Regions from separate parts of the Rattus norvegicus genome. Here all the other regions are linked to region 3. The links are chromatin contacts, called in public Hi-C maps. All regions are on one chromosome and are shown on one strand. The core of a region is the stretch at or near the end of the contact, and the rest is flanking DNA. Distances in the headings are between cores, read along the strand shown.

The links. Hi-C and Micro-C count contacts between places; a contact is called where the count stands out from the background.
Region 1: a Hi-C map of mammary epithelial cells shows a contact between it and region 3, with 5 times the contacts expected there. The contact joins two enhancer-like sites. A contact is called at or near these places in 3 of 12 Hi-C or Micro-C datasets (kidney, liver and mammary epithelial cells).
Region 2: a Hi-C map of Schwann cells shows a contact between it and region 3, with 5 times the contacts expected there. The contact joins two enhancer-like sites. A contact is called at or near these places in 3 of 12 Hi-C or Micro-C datasets (Schwann cells, mammary epithelial cells and prefrontal cortex).

The regions. Positions count from the first base shown.
Region 1 is chr7:93,043,910-93,047,250 of GRCr8, forward strand. The region is part of intron 6 of Nsmce2 (NSE2/MMS21 homolog, SMC5-SMC6 complex SUMO ligase); the gene reads left to right. Among named protein-coding and RNA genes, the nearest start is that of Trib1, 50 kb to the right of the region's middle. Within about 2 kb of position 1,377, at least 26 of the 93 cell types and tissues checked have an H3K27ac peak or open chromatin away from gene starts, as enhancers often do. A contact at or near this core is called in kidney, where this site is marked.
Region 2 is chr7:92,998,529-93,002,144 of GRCr8, forward strand. The region is part of intron 4 of Nsmce2 (NSE2/MMS21 homolog, SMC5-SMC6 complex SUMO ligase); the gene reads left to right. It also overlaps the pseudogene LOC134479617. Among named protein-coding and RNA genes, the nearest start is that of Trib1, 96 kb to the right of the region's middle. Within about 2 kb of position 2,308, at least 13 of the 93 cell types and tissues checked have an H3K27ac peak or open chromatin away from gene starts, as enhancers often do. A contact at or near this core is called in Schwann cells, where this site is marked.
Region 3 is chr7:92,837,985-92,841,349 of GRCr8, forward strand. The region is part of intron 2 of Nsmce2 (NSE2/MMS21 homolog, SMC5-SMC6 complex SUMO ligase); the gene reads left to right. Among named protein-coding and RNA genes, the nearest start is that of Nsmce2, 14 kb to the left of the region's middle. Within about 2 kb of position 2,092, at least 7 of the 93 cell types and tissues checked have an H3K27ac peak or open chromatin away from gene starts, as enhancers often do. A contact at or near this core is called in Schwann cells and kidney, where this site is marked.

The sequences.
Region 1 (3,341 bases), core at 127-2,626, 210 kb after region 3:
TAGCACATTCTAGGCCAGTGAAAGAACCTCTCAGAAGTAAACAAACAAACAAAAAAACAAATGCAAACCTGAGTAGGGCAACTAAGGCTGTCCTCTGACTTCCACAGCACCTACACATGTACACGGCTGCGTACACACATACCTGACAGGAAGTACACTACTGTGCAGTATGAACACACAGCTGTGGGGCCCTTACGACAATCAGTCATTATGCTTACCTCACTGCTTTGTGACACATCACCCTGGACTTGGAGGGTATGGACAGAATTACTGTCTGAGTGTAGGTATGTCAGGAATCTACCCAACTCTAATGCCAGAGGCGTCTGTCTAGCTGCTTATGGGCCAAACCTTGGTATTCTAGGAGCCCAAATCTGCGCCTCTAGATGCTCAACATTGTGTGGTCACGAGCTGAAGCTCAGGCTCAGGCTCAGGCTCAGGCTCAGGCTGAGGCCTCGACTCCCTGAAGCCCCTGGACCCTCTGCACCTTTCCTTAGCATAGACTCTTAAGTTTACCCCATGCTGCTAAGGAATGCTCTGCCCTGTGGCTGACCCAGGCTCAGGACCAGCCTCTCCTTCCAGGCCTGTGCATCTGAGCCCTTCCTGGGGATGATTTGATGGTGTTGAAGGTGTTGCCACACCTGACTTGCTCACCAGGATGTCCTGGGGATTATGGCCTAATGCTTGGGTAGTGTTGTTTCTCAGAGCAGGAATGCCCTGATTCAAGCCCATGGCATCATGGCCTTTTCTTATCCTTTTTAGTTTAAAAACTTGTTCGTTTCTGTGGGGTGGGGTGGGAAACAAGACTGTGCCCTGCTTCCTGTCCAGCCTCTCCTCCAGGAAGTCTCCCCAGCGATTCAGTCATACTGTTCAGCCTTGTGCTCATCCTGTCCCTTGTTGAGCCACCTTGTTTGAAGAGACAGGACTGGTTAACTGTGGTTAGAATGACAACTGCTGTGTGGTGAGGCCTGGAGCTCATGGCCTTCAGTGGCCGTGATTTCTTGCTGTGTCGGATGCCTGCAGAAGATAAGAACTGCCTTCACCTGTTTGCAGGAGAAGCCTTGTACGTCACTTGGACAGTGTTAGCATTAGGGGAGCTGACTACTACTAGGTCTTCGCCCCTCTTTTGGAGATGGTCTCACTATATAGCCCAGACTAGCCTAGAACTTTCTGTATAGTTCAGTCTTGCCTCAGCCTCCCAGCTGCTGGGATTATAGGCATATACCACTTGGCTCTTCCATTTTGTATCTTTGTTGTATCTTTGTTGTCAGGTCACCCAGCTCCCCTCAGATACTTGATTTATATCCCTGTCCCCAGAGCCTGCCTCTGCATGACACAGACCTCACCAGGCTCCATCCCATCAACATGAATGTGGGCGCCTCCTCTCAGCCCAGTGGTGTGGTTAATTCCGTCAGCCATTCTCAGAATGCCCTCATTTACTGACTAAAGCCACTGATGTCATCAGGAAGTCCTCCCCCCTCACTCCCCACTTCCCTCTCCACCGCTTATTCACTGTCTGGCAGATGGACGTAGATGTGCTTCTCAGAGCCCACTGCACCCAAGGCCTGGTAGTCAGAAACAGGGCTCAGGGCTTGCCTCCAGGGATGTTCACTCCAGAAACCTCCTGTTCTGCATTTCCATGTCAGGGAAGCCTCAGGGATGGCAGTCTCCATTTCTAAGTCCTAAATGTGTGTGTGTGTCTTCCTTGTCTCATCCTTAGAGATTTCAACTTACACGGGGCGGGGCGGGGCGGGGCGAGCAGGAGGGAGTTGGTGGGGTAGGGAGGAGGGTACACAGCAAGACTCCAGGAAAAAAGAAAGAAAAGGAAGGAAGGGAGGGAGAGAGGAAAGGAGGGAGGGAGAGAGGGAGAGAGAGAGACAGAGAGAGAGAGAAAGAGAGAGAGAGAAAGAGAGAGAGAGAGAGATATCGAGCGCTCATGTGCCTGAATATACAAGATACATTTAGCATTTCAAAATTAATTCCCGTTCTCAAGCTTACTGTTCATTGCACATGGGCTGCACACTGCCCAGGGAAAGCCCCTGTGCTGCAAACACTCCCTGACCCCAAGATCAAAGCCAGGAAATGCCTTCTCTTTCCTACCTTATCCTGCCTTTCCTAGGACTTGGTTCACTGAGGCTCCCAGGTCAGGTTCCCTTCCCTCGCTCGCTCGGCCTCTTACCTTTTCCCCTGTGTCTTCTGTCCCTTTTGAAGAGCTGTCTCAGGTCATGGGGCCGAGCTTTGTGTGGGTCAGAGCCATGTTTGTCCTTAAGGTTATGTGATTAGAACCTAGCCCAGAGCTGATCACACAGAAGCACTCTGAATGCATGAATGGTGTGTGTGTGTGCACAGGGTCTGTTTAAGTGCAGATAGACCAGATAACTTAAAACCTTCCGGGAGAATAGTGGCCAGCCTAGGAGATGGTAAAATAGAGGAACACAATGGAGCACTGTGGGACCTGGTGCCTTGTGGAATGGGGACCCTGCCCCTATTTTATAGCAGGGAAACCCAGGCTCAGAAAGTTTATCTCAGCCACCAATCAGGTGGTTGAGAGAATTCATGACCTGCATGAGCTTGACTCCAAACACGGGGCACTTAGCCCTGCCCAAACCTTGTTCACAGTAAAAAGAAATCAGGTGATTCAGTCCAAACACGCCCTCCAATGAGCCGGCTAACTGTGCGAGGCCTGAGTTCCACCCTTTTCTGGTGACTCACATTACTAATTCACTCACCTCAGGCTTCTGGCCAGTGCCCAGTCCCACTCAGTGTCTCCATTGAGAGGTTTAGTGGCATTCAGAGGGCTGGAGTCCAGGCAAGACTCCTATCCTGTGTTCTCTTCCCAGCACAGCACAGGGCCTGCAGTTGTCTCCAGCTTGGCTCTGCTTACTTGCCTTCCGTCCCTAGTCTCAGGCCCCATGCCCCAGTGTGTGTTGGAGCCTGACTGCCTCACCCTTCCTGGACTTCTGTGGGACCCCCAACTATTTCCTCTGCTTCACCCTTCACCCTTTGCCCTTTAGCCTTTTGTCCTCTGTAAGTAGCTAGAGTGAGTTTTTTAAAAGACACTAATCCCATCCCTATCTAAAAGTCCTCCAGGCGGTGTTCCTATTTAAAATGATACCCAGGGCTAAGGAAGTAACTGAGTTGGTAGAGCTTGAGCCTATCACGCATGAAGCCCTGGGTGGTTTGAGCGCACACACATACACACGCACACACGCACGCGTCCAGCACAGCATAAAGTCAGGTGTTGATGGTGCATGCCTGTAATCCTAGCATTAGAGTAATGGCATCAATAGGAAGTTCAAAGACAACCTGGGTACATAAGACCATGACTCAAAGCAAAATAACAA
Region 2 (3,616 bases), core at 1,058-3,557, 160 kb after region 3:
ACTTTGTGAGCACCTAGTCCATCACTTCCATGCCAGAGAAAAGAAGCTCTCTCCTTTTTAAAATGAAGGCCTCCACGCCTGTTTGGTGACACATACCTGTAATCACAGCACTCAAGTGGCAGAACCAGGATGGTGAATTCTGTGCCAGCTTGAGCTATAGAGCAATACCTTAATATATTCATTCTCTCTCTCTCTCTCTCTCTCTCTCTCTCTCTCTCTCTCTCTCTCTCACACACACACACACACACACACACACACACACACACACACACACACAAGCATATGCGTGCGTGTTAGAAACGCTTTCTTCCTTCTAGTCCCACAGAATATGGTTGATTTCAAAGCCTGTCAGTCTTGGGGCTGAAGAGATAGCTCAGCAGTTAAGAGCACTCCTTGCTGCTCTTGCAGAAACCTGAGTTCAGTTTCTAGCACAGTCATCAGATGGTCTGTAACTCCAGCTCCGGGGCATCTGACACCCTTTTCCGGCCTCTCCAGGCACCTGAATACATTCGTATAGACACATACACATAAGTGAAAAAGACTTAAAAAACAGCAGTATGACAGCCAAGAGCTAGGGCTTTCAAAGCATGACTGTAGCAAAGTATCTGGTTTATCATAGGCACAATGAGCAAGCAAGCCCCCAGCCCTGGCCTGGTCTCTGTTTCATTAAGTGTCAGATTGTAGGGGAATGCAGTCTTCTCTCTGTAGCTGAATGAAATTTTCCGGGAGACCTTTTGAGCTGCGAGTGGACAGCCCATATGACATGTCTGCTGGGCTCCTTTGGCACTCATGGCAACCAGAAACAAACCCTGCAATTGTAAATAAGTAGTTGGAGAGCTCAGAGCAGGTGGCCAAAACTCAGTATGAAGCCACCAAACACCTCCTCTTCCTGACTGACACCTTTCTAAATTCCCCCCAAAGACTTCAGAATACCTACCTCTCTCAACAGCTACAGGCTTGGCATTGTTAGTGAAAGAGGCCCATCACCTTCTTGGACCTCTCTGAAGGTCCCACAGGTTGGATTTACAAAGAGTCTTTTGACCAAGCAGCGGTGTAAGTGACTTCACAGAAAACAAGCCAGCGCTTGTCTCCTCTCCGTGCTGTAAGGGTTAAGAGTCATCACTGTGGTCACCAAGGTCAGACACCAGCTCTCGATGTGCTGGTCCCAGCCACAGATGTGTTTGGGTTGGCCAGGGGAGTTGTATACACATGTATCTATTGGTTGCAACATACACTAGTTAGAAGGATTCACATCAGAATCAGCATTTCCAACTTCTTTCCGTGCCATCTCTGACAACACAGGCTGGCCACATAGAAGCTGTCTGCCTAAATGAGATGGAGGTCCCTCGTTGGCCCTTCCACCTTGAAGTAGCTTCAGCCTGGCCTACTTCCTGTATGCAGGTTTAGCAGTGTTCCTACAGAGCCCTGTGCCATTTTTCTACAGTACAATCCCAAGTGAAAAGCACACATTCTCCTCATCACACTCCTGACCTAATTTTAACAGGGTGCCAAATGCTGGGCCTTGGGCCTACAGTGTGTGTTAAGATATAACATCCTAAGGGAAGCATTCTGTAGTTGGTCCTCTTCTAAAGTCACACACTTGAAGACAATCCCTACCTGCTGGTGTTTCTGTGTCTCAGCTGTTTTCCCTTTGCCCTTTTCAGGATAGCAGTTTCTGCCCCATGGCTCCTAGCAGCTAACCAATGTTTGACCCTTAGCCCTTAATCATCCCCCTTTGGCTGCTAATAGGTTTGAAGCTATATAAACCGTATGTGGGGAAGAGAGCGTGGAGCTGCAGAGGGGAAACGAGATACCTGTTTCACTTCCACGGGCTTGAAAACTGAGTCATGAGTCTTCAGTACAAAGGTAATGTGAACAAGTCTTTACATATCACTGGATCAGTAAGCCATGCGCCCCCACCCCTTACACACCTTTTTCTCACCTGTTGTACAGCCAGCCCCTCTCTTGGTTCCATTTGGGCTGCCTCAGTTGGCAAAATCTGCCCCTTTCTTACCACTTCATTATTCTATGGCCACCTGCCAACCACATAAGGTGATTCAAACACTGCTGAGAGCAGGCCAGCACGTGGAGTCCTTGGAGATACTGACATGTAGTCATGACCATGAGGAAGCATGTCTCCTGGAGCTGTGGGTCACATCATTCCACTGTTGTCATATTTCACTTTACCATCGAAGGGTTTTGTACACTACTTCCAATTCCCATGACTCCAGTTTCACATGAGGTCGTGGACTTCTCAATCAAAAAGTTGCTCATAGCTTTGGTAGGTCTGAAATTTCAGAGTATTGAGCAAGGCCCACATTGTGCTAGAACATGATCTAATAAGATTGGACTGTCAAAACAAGAAGCAGCAGTCTGTGGCTAAAAGGTTTTTAAGCAGGAAATCTGTCCTGTGAGAACTCCAAAAGACGATAAACATGTAGGCTGGGGCCGATTTCATTTCCATCTCTACCGTGAGCTTAAGCAGACTGAAGTAGAGGCAGAAATAGTAGATGGTATCTTTCAGTTGGGAAACTAATTGGTTGTGTAATTAGCCGTGTGAAACATCAGGAAAATATGTGAACCATTTTGTTAGGACCCTACAGAGTACTTACTTGGGACAGAGCCCCGAAATGTCAAGTAGAGACGATGCGTCACTCAGACTGCAGTCAGAGAGCGAGCGAGTGAGCGGGGAGCTCCTTTTCCAGCCCACCAACTGTGAGAGGTGGCGAGTTATGTAACCTTTTCTGCAACTTGCTCTTTTCATCCATGAAATGAGAATTGGGACATTATAAGATTGTCACGGGGGATAAAAGGAATAATATGTGGCTAATGCTTGGAGCGGTGCCTGCAGCCTGAGGAGTGGCCAGTGAGTGAGAGTAGTGGCTGTGAGGTACAGTGCAAGCTTGTGCATTCTGACACCAGTAGTTTTCAAAAGAAGACTGGTATCTTAGTTTCCTGTTCGCTGTGGATGCTCGCAGAACCCTGTAAAGGTAAACATCTTGTCATTCCCTGTGCCCGGGTTCTTCTCAAGAGCACGTCTCAGCGAAGGCTCAGGTCAGGATGGTCCTGGGAATGAGTCACTGTGGCCCACTTTAGCCTCCTGAAGCCCACTTCTTAAACTTTCCTGTTTGGCTATTAAGGCACTGAATATCTGCATCCCAGCTACTGCTGGGTTGCGATGTAACCATTACCCAGGCATTCTTGTGCAATGCCTTATGTGTAATCACTTATAATAAAACAGAACAAAGAGTATGGCTTAGTGACGGCTTTAGATGGAGCAGAGGGGAAAGCCCGCGCCATCTCTCAGCAGGTTAGAGTAAGCCCTGCAGTGGAAACTGGATTGGCTGATGAATAGCTGGAGGTCCAGTCAGCCATCCTTGCTGTCTCTGTGTAATGGGGAAAGTGTGTTCTGGGGACCACTGAGGCATTTGTTTTTGTCCCCTTGCAGAGGACTTGGATCTAATTTCCATATAGCAGCAAAAGCAGACAATTCCTTTCCTCTACCAAGTCATTGCCAGCTAAGGAAATTACTGTCCTCAGTGCTGGGTGGGATCAGACACCAGAGAAACATTCCTTTAGCTCATTTAATTGTTTTATTTAAAACCCAGGCTGGGAA
Region 3 (3,365 bases), core at 842-3,341:
TCTTCTGGCCCCCAAGAGCACCAGGCACACAGGTTTTGCATATACATAGAAACAAACAAATGTTTTATGCCACACATATAAAACACCAAAAAAGAAATCTTTAAAAATGTGATTCTTTTAAAATATATGAAAACAAATGTACATCTCATGTGAATCATAAAACAAGTGGCATTTTTTTCTCAACTAGTGCGTTTTGATTTGTTAACTTCTATAATCACTTTAAAATATTTGTTCACATACATATTCATAATTTTGTCCTTTCTCCAGTTCCATTTGGAACAGTGTAGAAGGTTAAAGGTGTGAAAAACACTGCCTGTTGGCATCTCTAGATACAACGTTGAGCAGTTCCCTTCTAAAGGGCTCTTGGAAAACTGTTTTAGATTGCTCTTTGCCTCCCCGCCTCTTTCTTACCTTGGAGTCTCTTTCACTCCATACATTTCCAGATGTCTCAACACCTCCAGATGTTCTTCTACCCACTGTACTGGCCTAACTGTAAGAGCCAGCATCGTTTTTGCATGGTGGTTATGTGTAAAGTTACTTGGCTTGCCCTGTTCTGTGTGCTAAACCCTCCTGTTCACATTAGCATTTCTCATTTTGGTGTAAGTTTCTGTTTTTTTTTAAAAAACAGATTATGTATAGTGCCTAAATACTGTTTAGATTTTTCTAGGCCTTTGACAGTGCCTTTGCTATCGATTCTTTTTTTTTTTTTTTTTTTTTTGGTTCTTTTTTTCGGAGTTGGGGACCGAACCCAGGGCCTTGCGATTCCTAGGCAAGCACTCTACCACTGAGCTAAATCCCCAACCCCGATTCTTTTGTTTTATTTCTAATTTTTCTTGGCCATTGGAGCTGAGCCTTCTATTAGATTTCAGTGATCAAACTGGGGATGAAAAGGACTAAAACAGAAAAAGCTAGCTAAGAGTCTCTCAGTCAGATTAAAAAGCCAGGCCAGCATCACATCGTGTCTCTGGCCATTGGCAAGGACTGATGCTTGCTGAATGCTATGCAGAGATGACAACGGAGGCAGAAGTAGAAAAACATTAGGAGCCTTTGGTGAAACACTATAGTCCTCTTTTAATGACATAAAATTTTAATGTCTTGTGGTCAGAGGAAAGGAGCTTTTATGAGGATGACACATAACAGTTGAAAGCAGTTTGATTCTTCTAGAGATCATTATGCAAACTGTTCTTTCCCTGTTTCTGTAGTCACAGATGAAGTTACGTATTCATGCTGTATATTTCTGTACCATTACTTATATGCAGAAGTGCAGTCTGATAAAACTGTACTGTTTGCCACATGTGTAATTTGAAATTTTCTACTGTCTCTCTTTCATAAAGTATGGAGGAGGGAGAGATTTGTAATGTTTTATTTAACCTAGTTAGTGTATCTGAAACTATTTTCCAAGGCCAGAGAGATAGCTGATAGCTCTGTGGTTAAGAGGATTGGTTGCTTTTTCAGAAGACCTAGGTTCAATTCCCAGAACCCAGGTGATACCATACCTGCTTCTATACCAGACACTAGACATGTTCATAGTATGTCCACAGACATACATGCAGTCAGAACATCTATATTCACAAATAAATAAAATTGTAAAGTACATAAAACTAAAATATTACTTTCACATGTCATAAATATGGAAGCTCCTAAAGAGTTCTTTTGGCACAGCGTGGGCAGTGAAATCAAAATCCTACAAGTACACTGGACTCCAGACTAGCTGGCTACACTGCTTATTCTTATTAGCCACATACAACACTTTATGAGATGACAAAAGGCACATAGGCTATTTCACTTCTCTGTGACAGTGAAAGGTAAGAAATAAAAGATGGCCAAATCAGCTAGATCTGCAACTCTTTAGCAGTTCTGGTGAACTTTCAGTCAAGCTAGTGGAAGAATGAGACACTTTCTCATTTTCTCCTGTACTTGTCTCTCCTCTGCTGAAGCTGTGGCTAGTATTTTAGGGTTTTCCCCTAATTGTTTAGCCAGCTTAAAATAAAAAGTGCATTGTTTCTGAGGATCCTGTTACGTTTGCTTCTGTATAAAACGTTGTGTGTTCGTTTGAATCCACATCTACAGTTCTTCATATTTTGTAGCTGATGTGGTAAATCAGTTTCATATGCTGTTGGGCAAGCTGGAAGGTTAAGCCTCCTAACTGCAGCAGCCAGCTGATTCTAGTTGCTGTAAACAATTAAGCCTGTCAGCAATTGACCTTGGGAATGCTAATTTGCTTGTCCCTGGGTGCCGCCTCAGGCCCTGGCTTTCTCTCTGTGGGTGGGAGTTATGAACCTGGTTTGGAGAAGAACTAGAGGCATTTGAGGCCAGCTCCAGACAGATGTTTTCTTGCTTCATTTTTACATGTGACCACAGTTGCAAGAGGCATATTCCTGCATGAGTTTTTTTTTTTTTTTTTTAGGCCTGTGGAATCAGAGACCAAAGTTGAAAGGCAGCTTCTTTTACCTTTGAATCTATTGTTGCTCTTCAGTGGAGTTCTCATGGTGAAGTGACAGTCTTTCTTATGTGGGCTCATTGTGCATCTTAAACTTACTAGAAGAGTTGGAAGTCACCTTTTATCACACACACACTCCCTGCTTTGTGATTTTTACTGACAGAGTCTTACCAGGTAGCCCAGGCTCGCTTCAAAGTTACTGTCCTCCCATCTCATCCTCCAGAAGGCTGGATTACAGGAACACATAAGCACATGGTGCGGGGTGTGTTCACTGCAGTTCTTCAGTGTCTGGGCCAGAATAAGTTGAATGATTGAGGAGAAGGGGGTGCCAGCGGGGGGAGTTACACTGAGAAGTTCTTTTTGGGCTCTCTGTAAGTGTGTATACCTGAGAGAGGGAGGTTGAGAGTGTTAAGTTCTAAGTAATTGTAAACTGGTGATGGCAGCAATGGCCACTTTAACCTGAAGACAAAGATTTCACTTTTCTTCTGGACTGTGTGTTAGGTTTTTGGGAGTGAGAAGAGAACAGTGTGTTCATGAAAGAGCAGTATTGAGTTCAGTTGTCTTTAGGATAGGGTGTTTATTAACACCACAGCCTGCTCTGTGCTCCCAGCCTGATGCCATAGGCTTTAGTCCTGCAAGACGAAGGAAGGTGCCTATTCTTAAAGGTTTCAGAAAGATGGGTTAAGTCCTATACTGTGTGGAAGAAGGCCTAGTTAATATGTGACTTGAGCTAGGTGGCATGGACCACAGTCACATTGTTTTAGATTTTGAGTAGCACCAGGGAAGAGGCAGACTTGGCTCTTTGTGAGGGCTGTGGAAGGGCAACAGGTTTTAGGGCTGGATATGGCTCATCAGCTCTTGACTAGAGCATCTGCCCTGGAGACTCTAGGTTCTGATACAGTGCTTAGGCAAAGTACAACATCAT